2 separate regions of the Anas platyrhynchos genome follow, and region 1 is linked to region 2. The links are chromatin contacts, called in public Hi-C maps. All regions are on one chromosome and are shown on one strand. Each heading gives the region's core, a stretch centred on a gene start, on an enhancer-like site or on the middle of the called end of the contact. The rest is flanking DNA. Distances are from core to core; before and after follow the strand shown. Region 1 overlaps STARD13 (StAR related lipid transfer domain containing 13). Region 2 has its middle 12 kb from the start of STARD13.

Region 1 (5,119 bases), core at 87-2,586, 75 kb after region 2:
GTAATTTTTACACGTGTAACTGCCTGAAATTACCCATTCAGATGCTGCTATTCATAAAAGACTATCAAAATCAAGGCAATTTAATCAAACATCAGGTTCGACATAATTATTTTTCTGAAGTTGAGCAGAATCGGTCATGCCTGCACCAGTGTTATTTATCCTGGCTTCGTTTCATTTACAACAGAAGATTGTCCACGTACAATTCAGAAACGCCTGTGCAGATATTAGGCGCTTATTAAGTGTGGTGCTCATACAGCACGTGTTATTGCAGAATTGCTTCTGAAAACGTGTGTTTGGATAATTTTGGATCCCGGGTAACTCTGCTTGGATGCTTGTGAGGCACTCTAACTGGTGTAACCGAAAAAAATACTTCAGAAAACGTGTGTTTAGGTGATTTTAGGCCTCGGGTAACTCAGCTTGGCCGTTTCCCGCTGGGGAAACTGAGGCAGGGCCCCGAGAGGCGCCATTTTGTGCAGGCGCCCGGCGGCGGCCGCCCCTCACGGCAGGAGGCAGCGGGACGGAGCCCGCTGGGCACGGGCCGAGCCCGGCGCCCCCCTCACGGCCCGGGGCCCCCCGTGGGCTCCCCGCAGCCTCCCCGGGCTCGTTCCCCTGACGGCCCTGAGGGAGAGGCGGTGGGGAGCGCGGCTCCGCGCTCAGCCTCGCCCTCTGCAGGCACGGCTCAGCCCTTCCCCTCAGCGGGAGGGCGGCCAGCGGCTGCCGGGAGGGACGGGGAGAGGGCAGCGGTCCCCCCCCCAAGGCAAGGCAAGGCAAGGCGCGCTCCCGACCCCCTCACGCAGCCCCCAACGGCTCGGGAGCGCGCTTCCCGCCCGCGCCGCCAGGGCGCGCTCCCGAGCCGCGGGCGCCGCCTCCCGCCGGCGCCCGCCAGGTGGCGCCGCCGCCCCGCGAGCTGCCGGCCGCCGCCTGGCCCCGCCCACCCCGCCTACGTCACCAAAGGGGCGGGGCTCGGGGGAGGCGGGAGAGGGGCGGGCGGTGCTGCGCGCGCACCTCGGGGCGCTGGCCGGGGCGGGGCAACGCCCCCTGCTCCTCCCGCGCGAGCTGGTGGAAAGGGCGGGCTCGGGCTCGCGCTGGGGCCGTTGGGCGCGCGGGCGGCGGCCATTGTTGGCGGGAAGGAAGGGCGGGAAGCCGCCCCGCCCCCCCCCCTCCCTCCCGTCCCCACACAGCCCCGCCGCCAGCATGGCGGCCCCGGGGGGGTGGCCCCGAGTTCTGCCCTTGGCCCTAAAAACGTGAAGGCAGCATTGCCTGCCCTGTGATTTCGGTTGAAATAAAGTTTGTCCGTGCAAAGGGTGGAAAGTCGTTTTTTATTAAAGTTATTCTGCTAGATATTGAGGAGTCTGTGTGCAATCCGATGTCCTCAGGGTTATGATGTTAGCTAATTGCTCTTCAGGCTAAAGTGTAGGAAACATTTCTTTGTTCTTTCTCAGTTGTGTGATTTTTAGAGAAAAAGACTTTCAGAAAATTTAGAAAATTTAGAATTTTAGAAAAAAGACTTTGTGCTGCCTTTGAATGGGTTGGACTAGAGTATTGTGACCCCAAAACTCCAGGGAGGGTCTCTGGATGTGGAAGCTGCTGCTTCAAAATTAGGGTCATCACTAAACACCGTGATGTTACGAGTGCATCTGTCGTAAATGCACAGAAACTAAGCCCCAGGAGTTTCAAGACTGGTTAATACAGTCATGGGTTTAAAAAATAAATAAGTAAATAGGTTTATTAATAGGTATTTAACACTCAACAAATCCATAGATTGTGTTTAACAATCTTTTGCAGAGCTTTCCTTGAGTACTCTTTAATTGAAGAGCATGTCTTTCATCAGTTATTTTCTCTATTAATTTCTGATTCCTGCTTAGAAGGGTATTGCTAACCTGGATATTTCTCCTCAACAGTAGACTGTGAGAACTTTAGGGCAGGGAATAATACCAAATTTGAAAGAACCCCATGAATGCCTGTGAATCTTGGAAAGTACCCCTTTTGTTCTCTATATTTTTGTGTGTGTGTGTGTGTTTTGTAATAAGTATAATGACAGTACAAGTACCATTTTACCAGATTCATGTTTGTCAAGAGTGGCTTTAGTAATTATGTGTTTGTATGTAGTATAGGCCCCACAGAAGTACCATGTGATTCTTACTCTTAAAAACAAACAAAAAAACACCAGGGAATAGCTGTGCTATAATACATGGGAACACTTGCTATTACTAATTACTTTTTATTATATTTTAAGTACGCTGGCACTTAGCATTTGACGATAGGTTCTTCATGTACATAGAGCAATTTGCCAGATGTTGCTGCACCTCTGTCTTTATCCTTTACCATCTTGATCTCTGGAATATGTTCCAGCGTTGTTCAAGGAAATGTTGACAGTGTTATTTTCAGAAAAACGACTTGGGTGTAGTGTCAGACTGCCGGGGTAGCCCTGGCACTGTCAGGCAGGGATCGATTCACAGCTCTCAGCACCTGCAATGCCCTTTGGCCACACGCCGAGCACCAGCTTTCGTCAGGGTTTGCGCTGACAGCTGCCTGATTAGCTCCAGTTATCAAGGCAGTAGACAAATCCTTGCTTAATTCAACTATTAACTAATAATAGCGTCTTAATAATTGTAGTTACTCTTTTACTAATACTAAACAAAGGCCTACTTGAGCTGCAGCAGTACTGAGGGAAGCACAGCGTGCCTCAGCGACCTGTTAGCAGTTACCTGCTGCCCACAGCCGACAATGGGGCGAGTGTGGTGCCGGTATTGGCTTGGGTTGCTCCAGGCGAGGCAGTGCTTACCCGGCTCCAATTTGGGATACGCCACTCAGCTTACTTTGTTCAGGGGCCTGCAGCAAGAGGAAGGCACTGGCGCTTCCTCCAGTGTGTCTGTGCTGCAGTTGAGCCTAATGGTGGCTTCTCTTCTAGGGTCTTTGAAGGCTTTTCCCCAAAGTTTGCTTTACCCTTGATGGGGTTTATGTCTGATGTCTCCGAAGTGTTATGAGGGCCATGAGATCATTTTTATAATACCACCACGATCACTTGTATCGACTGTTACTGTTCTGGATGTTATTTTTAACTGTAAATCTCCAGGAATTTACATTTTCATGTTATTTTTGAATTACTGATCTCCAGGCAAACACTGTGCTTTCCACAAGTCTCACTTGTTTCCCTTTCTCTCAGCAACCAGCAGTAAAGTTTACTCTGTACACATCAGTGTCTGACATGGTCATGGCACAGGGGAGTCCTCTGGGCTCCACATGGGTATATTAGATCAAGGGAAACCAGCTGATGTGATCTTTTTGGACTTCAGCAAAGCTTTTGATGTGGTTTCCCATAGGATCCTACTGGACAAAATGTCCAGCATACAACTTAAGAAAAACATCATCCGATGGATGAGCAATTGGCTGGCGGGCAGGGCTTAAAGGGTTGTGATAAACAGGGCCACATCTGGCTGGCGGATGGTCACTAGTAGGGTCCCTCAAGGCTCCATTTTAGGGCCAGTCCTCTTCAATGTCTTTATAAATGATTTGGGTGTAGGACTAGATGGTGTTCTGAGCAAATTTGCCAACAACACCAAACTTGGAGGAGTTGTGGACTCGTATGAGGGTGGAAAGGCCTTGCAGAGAGATCTGGACAGATTGGAGAGCTGGGCGATCACCAACCGCATGAAGTTTAACAAGAGCAATTGCCGGGTCCTGCACCTAGGATGGGGCAACCCTGGCTTTACATACAGACTGGGCGATGAGACACTGGAGAGCAGCCCCGCAGAGAGGGATTTGGGGTTTGTAGTTGGCAGCGGGTTGAATATGAGCCAGCAGTGTGCCCTGGCAGCCAGGAGGGCCAACCGTACCCTGGGGTGCATCAAGCTGAGGCAGGGGAAGTTTAGGCTGGACATTAGGAAGAGGTTCTTCACCGAGAGGGTGGTTGCACACTGGAACAGGCTCCCCAGGGACGTAGTCACTGCACCAAGCCTGTCTGAATTTAATAAGTGATTGGGTTGTGCACTTAGTCACATGGTCTAAACTTTCAGGCAGACCTGTGCGGTGCCAGGAGTTGGACTTGATGATCCTCGTGGGTCCCTTCCAACTTGGGATATTTTATGATTCTGTGATTTGCCTACCCTGTGCTCTTCTAAATTTAATGACTTTCAATATAGGAGAAATCTATTCTCATTTCCACACAGAACAGAACAAGGATCTGATGAGGACACAGCATGTCTCCATAGAGGTTTCCTTATTTTAGTATAAGGAGATATTTATGTAGCATGCAAGCACAGCATTAGAGCTTTAAGTTTTGTTAGCATTTAAAAAGCTACTGAGGTAGCAGCAATTCCGTCTTTGGAGAAGAAATGTGTGAGTTCTTTTTTAATCCCTACTCATTGCACTGAGATGCAACATGACCTGTTTTTCACTGGTATCTTGAAAGGCCTAGATCAGTCTAGAACATTTATTTACTATGGTGGTCTGGTATTTAGAATAGTCCATTTATTAACCAAAGATTTCAAACATCACCCCCCAAAAAATAATTAATTCTTAAGTGTTGGACATCCATTGGGCTGTGCTCAGGAGGAGGTTTCAGAGTGAGCAGTGGACCTTGAAGCAATTTGTAGCATAAATGTCCAAGTGAAAATGCCCTAATGGAAGAGCTCTGCTTATCATGATTTTGTTGGCTATGATCAAAGAATACATCCAGAATTACACTGATTTTTTAATATGTTTGGGTCAAAACCAGTATAATCTGGGACACAGAATTTGTTTGCATGATGTAAAAGTCCTGTTCAATTTTTTGTCTGCATTTATGATACAGATACAACTTGCAGGTTATGGTACTGAATGCTGGCATAGCATCCTGTGTGTAACGCCAGTTTTTTATTCCTCAGTTCTTACACCCTTTCTTCAGGCATCAGCTGCTGACCACTATCGAGACTGGCTATTAGGCTAGCAGGGCATCAATAAAGTAGGGGGTTTGTTATTTTCTGAGCTGTTTTCTCAGTTTAAGGTCTCCTGCTTGCTTTTTTCCTGTGTATGCCAAAATCATATAATTCAATCTAGGACTAAGAGCTTGTTGTTTATCCCAAGGCTAACCTTAACTGGGAGGCTTATTAGTTGGGGCTGATTATTCTGAGACGTACAG
Region 2 (5,136 bases), core at 663-3,162:
AGAAACCTATAATGGCTTCCTACACAAATAAAAACAAGTTTCTGCAGCAGTGACCTCCTGAGTCATTTGGCTGAATGGTGCTGTGATGGATGTATGTCCATCACAAAATGTGAATTGTGAATAAATTCTGTGTCTGAGTTACATTGAAAAACTGCATACACAGAAGACATTAAGCTGTTATAAATTCAGTGCATTGTTCTCTAATGCAGTGATTATGGCATTATTTCTGTTTTTGCTAGTGCAAACAGGAGATCAAAATTTCTATTAGTATCGACTGATACTTGGTCTCATCCATCTATATATTTTTCAATATGCATGTTGCTCACATTTAAAGATAGATGTTTCTCTGGCATCACTGAGTGTCTAACATAGATCACAGCAAAATTTCCAATATTATGCCCATTTACTGCTTTTTCCACCATTGCTGCATACCATTTTAAATGATTTTGTGATTATTCAGAAGATCAGAGCTTCCAAAATTTGATTTTCCTGTGAAACATTGCAGTTTTGTTCCATTCTTCTTGTTTTCCACTTAATAATTTAAAAACTTGGAATGAATGATTTAAATATGAGTCATGTGCATGATGAACTATTCAGTGTATTAGGAACACAGATGTTTACTGACATAAATTATTGACATCATTTTGGGATGAACTTTGTTACAACCTTGAAGTGAGCAAGCTGATGGAGAATATGAATTAATGTATTTTCTGCTGCTCTGGAATATCCTCCTCTAAGGAAAGCTGCAAAATTTTTTTAAAGCAAAACTTTAAGCTCAAAATTATCTAAAGAAATCAGAAAGCATTCCCTGTCTATGATAAGAACTAAAATGGGTTCATCTGTATTTCAAAGAGAGAGAGAAAGAGAGAGAAATCCAAATGGTTTTTTGTTTTAGTGTGTTTATCAGAAAAGAAAGGTTGGTCTGAATAGGCTATTGTTAGTAACAAGCTTTGCTTCAAGTCAATAAATAGTTGAGTTGTTATATCATGTAGTTTCAGTTCATGAATTGTGCATCTGTTTAAGTCCTGACAGACTGAGAGTGCGTGTTTGGATGCTGCAAATGTTTCTTAGCTCACAATTTCACTTTTTGAAAAAGGAATGAAATATAGCTTCAATTGCTAAAGGGGAGAAATCAACATGAGTGTTAGGATAATTAGGGATATTTAGCAGTGTAGTTTATCTCAAAACTGTGAATGATCATGAATCTTGCAAGTGAAACTTCCAAAACTCTCTCAGTTTTATTCAATGTAATATATATCGTAGCTAACTCCTACTAGCGTATTAGTTTGAAAGGCACAACCAAGCAGATTTCAGGTAATTATCAATACCTTTGATCTCTTCATGCATGTCTGCAAAACCATTTGATGTTTGGTAAAGATCTAGCAAGAACCAAAGGCAGCCTATTTTCTAAACAGCAGAGACTGATCTGGAAAAGGTCAAGCAGAGAAAATGGATAAATACAGCAGCAAGTATCACACTAAAAATCACGTTTTCCTCTAACTGGCTAAATGAACATTTCTGAAGCTATTTTCTCTGTTTCGCTATGCCCTAATGAAAGTGAAATAAAATGTACAAAGAATCGTGGGTGTAGCTTTTTACTTCCTGGCTTTGACATTTCTGGCAGTTCATTACTGCTAAATATTTGTGAGCATTAATGGCAGTCAGAGCTCCAGAAACAGCCACCGGGAGGTAGATATACACGGAGTTATGAGTTGCACAGCATTCAGAGCAGCACTGGAAGGTATTTGAGCGCCAAGTGCCATGGATGAAGTTAGCTGAAACTTTACATTTGATCTCTGTCCCCAGGCTTGTTGAAGTAACTTCCCAGGAGCATGGGGCGGTGTACCAGCACGCAGTACCGTCGGGAAGGTTGGTCAGGGTGGTGGCGTTGGAAGGAGCGTGGAGGAGGCTGCTGCTGGACACCCGCCACTGGGATGGGTTTGAGTTTCCACACGCAAGCCCATAGTGGGGAAACATCCCAAAACAAATAGTGGAAACAATGTAAAAAGGGAACAGCACCACACACACTGAGATCTGTAGCAATCACGGACACCAGACTGAACAAAATGAGACAAGGCAGATCCATAGGTTGTGGGAAGCACAGATATTTTCAGAGATGCTGCAGCTGGCCAGCAAACATATAGATCCTTGCATAAATGCCAAGCCCCAGAAACATCTTCTCCAGCTAATTCTGGCCACATTTGACAATGAAGGATCTTACTGGTAAATAAGTTCCCACCCGTTTCATTAAAATCAGTGTAGAAATAGGAAAAAAAGAAGTAGAAAAGAAGAAAAAAAAAAAAAAAAGTAGCTCTTCCCCTTACTTCCTTCATTGAGAGCAACACAGCGGGGTTTGCTCTGCAGGTGCCTGGGGTGCGTGTTCTGGCAAGTGCAGAGCCCTGAGCAGTCCCTGTGGGCCAGAGTCAGTAGCAGGGCAGGGATGGGGAAACTGGGAGGATCCCGTGTGTCAGCTCTACAGAGCCTGTGGGAATATGGCCTTACAAAGACTATTGCTATGAAATTAATGTTTTGCTCATTCTGTTGATCTTGAAGAAATTCTGCCTTCATTCAGCAATGGTAAATCCTAAGCACAGAGGAAAAACAAGTATCCCTCAGGTGCCTGACTGTTTATAACAGACACCTTCCAAAAAAATGACCTTCATTTCATTGTGTCTCTCATTTTGCCCTCCACAGATGAACTTTCTCTGTAGCCTGTGTTTTGGAGCACAATCCTATATGTGCTATTTCACATCGTGAAAACATTTGGCCAACAGACATGAGCATATTTATTTACATAGTTATATATTGGCTTAAACTGTCTGTTAAGGATGTGCTATTTTTAATCATGTCTGTATATGCTGTTCCAACAGCTGCTGTCTTAATTCTGAAAGGGAAGAAAACATCAGTCCTCAGGTGGTCAGATGACAACTGTAAAATGCACTTTATTTCCTCCCTTTAGCTGCACATACCATGCGTCTGCAGAATAGTAAATCCACTTGGTCCTTCCCAGTCATATGCTGAGATATGGACATACAGAGGTGCTCCACAAATGTTTGGTTCTCATGGTAGCCTTAATTTCTGTACTACTGGGTGCAGTGTTGACCTATATTTAGATAATTTCACATTTACAGAAAATATTGCCATGCTGGCAATATTCACTGAAAACTAAAAACAATGAATTTACACTCAATATGGACATTACACTTACAATAAGGACATTTTCAGTATAGCAGCAGGAATACTAGGCAAGATTGGTATGATCTAGAGTTCTTTATTTATAGTATTTTATTCTTAGAAGGCATGTGCTTCAAAAGTTGTTCTTTAAGAAAATAATAATAATAATCAGATTTTCTGATTAATAATCAGATTTTCTGATTATTAATTTGATGACAAATCAGTCCTTCCTTAGCAGTTCTGGACCAGTGTATGCCAGAATCTGGGTTTACAGTAACATCTGTTATGAAGAAAAAAATAAAAAAGTACTAAAAGCTCAGATACAGAGGGAACCAGGTCTGATGACATCTGACCTGACTTTCTGGTGCCCAGCTGGGAAAGAGAAATATACAGTCCTGAGTTACTTGCCTAAATATCCTGTACAGCTGAGGGATGGAGTCAGGCACCTGGCTGTGGGATTTACAAGAGCCAAATGCCAAGCAGAAAGATGCAGAGAAAATGCTGAAATGAGGGATGTGTCTGAAGTTGCTTATCTCCTCTCCCTCTGATTTGTGTGCCTGGGAAAGAGGCCTTCCCTCTTAGTCACTTCAGTTGCTGCTTGGGTATGAATGGCTTGCTTACTCTTTTAAAAGAAAATGCCTACCAGTAGTCATGTAGTTCTTCACCTTTTATGTAGTGCGAGTGATGGGTGTCACCCAACAGGGATGCTCATTCAAAAGATTTTGGGTAACAGCAAGGCTTTGAACTCTGCTTTGTGCTGAGCTCATTGTTGTTGGTACAGGATAGCAGCGTGTAACTATCCCTGATCTACAAAGGATTTTAAGCATCCAGAAAACTAGTTAGAGAATGCCTAAACACAGGTGAAGTAAAATATCTGCTGAGACACTCACCTCATCCAAGATAAGAAGGCCTCTGGGAATATGCATTAGTTGTACTTTAGGTGCCTAAATAACTTTACTGATGACAGCTGAGGTGCCTTTCAGGTATGCATGCCACAGGCAGAATTTTTGTGACTCACTCACTTGAATTCAGGCATCTCCATTCTGCTTGAGCTATGCCATAGGCACCTAAAGGCTTTTGGAATCTTCTCCTAAATTATTTGAATTTATAAAAATGTCTTGTCTCAAAAGTATGGCAAGGATTCAAACTGCTTCTCGTTTCGCTATGTGAATGAGTAGGAGGTGATGTTTTAAATTTTTCTGTATTGCTTCATAGTCTTTACATAATTACCAGAATGGGATTTAAATTCATCCAGAACTTTCAGTCTCTTCCAAAGCATGCACTGATTTGACCACAGGTGTATGCTGTATAACTTAAAACAATTAAGACAATATCTTAGGACTTCTACACATTTTCTTTGCCAACCTCTTTATTTTGCAAATATGATTGTGAGGTCAGATTTTTGTTATCCCAGAATATTGTTTCAGATAGCATCTAGACACTGTTCTGCATGTTGTATCTGACATTTATACCTTATTTGCCAGACAAGCACCCTCATCTGCTACAACCCTTTTTAAAATTCCCCACAGCAATGGGAACTTTGCCACACTGTGAAAGGCAGCTCAGAGTGAATGGGCTGGTTTACAAAAATTGGAAAGTAGTGCTCTCTTTTGTCTCAGGAAAAGTGGTTTTATTTTTTTTTATTTTTTTTTTTCTTTTCACTAGGACTGGGCGCTGTAACTTGGGAGTATCAGTTCTAATGGTGCACTGGCAACAAAAGCTTATCAGATATGCAGAGCAGGACTGTGCAGTCTAACCAGGCTCACACTAGAAAGCCCAGAAAAATAAATCCATTGTACTAGCCTAAGATTTTACCTGTTTTACAGCAGCCCCATTTAATAAATCCTCTATGTTGTTGTCCTGTATGGGCATTTGGCTGGTGGCTGTAGCTATATCAAGGTGATTTATTACTGCTAGTGCCACATCCTGTTGGATTAATGTATAACATTACCCACACTGGAA

The links. Hi-C and Micro-C count contacts between places; a contact is called where the count stands out from the background.
Region 1: a Hi-C map of subcutaneous adipose tissue shows a contact between it and region 2, with 2.4 times the contacts expected there. The contact joins two enhancer-like sites. A contact is called at or near these places in 5 of 8 Hi-C or Micro-C datasets (F1 follicle, liver, skeletal muscle and 1 more).

What each region holds. Positions count from the first base shown.
Region 1 is chr1:183,482,650-183,487,768 of IASCAAS_PekinDuck_T2T, forward strand. All of the region lies in intron 2 of STARD13 (StAR related lipid transfer domain containing 13), which reads left to right. Among named protein-coding and RNA genes, the nearest start is that of STARD13, 63 kb to the left of the region's middle. Within about 2 kb of position 1,337, at least 8 of the 8 cell types and tissues checked have an H3K27ac peak or open chromatin away from gene starts, as enhancers often do. A contact at or near this core is called in subcutaneous adipose tissue, where this site is marked.
Region 2 is chr1:183,407,314-183,412,449 of IASCAAS_PekinDuck_T2T, forward strand. No RefSeq gene overlaps it. Among named protein-coding and RNA genes, the nearest start is that of STARD13, 12 kb to the right of the region's middle. Within about 2 kb of position 1,913, at least 1 of the 8 cell types and tissues checked has an H3K27ac peak or open chromatin away from gene starts, as enhancers often do. A contact at or near this core is called in subcutaneous adipose tissue, where this site is marked.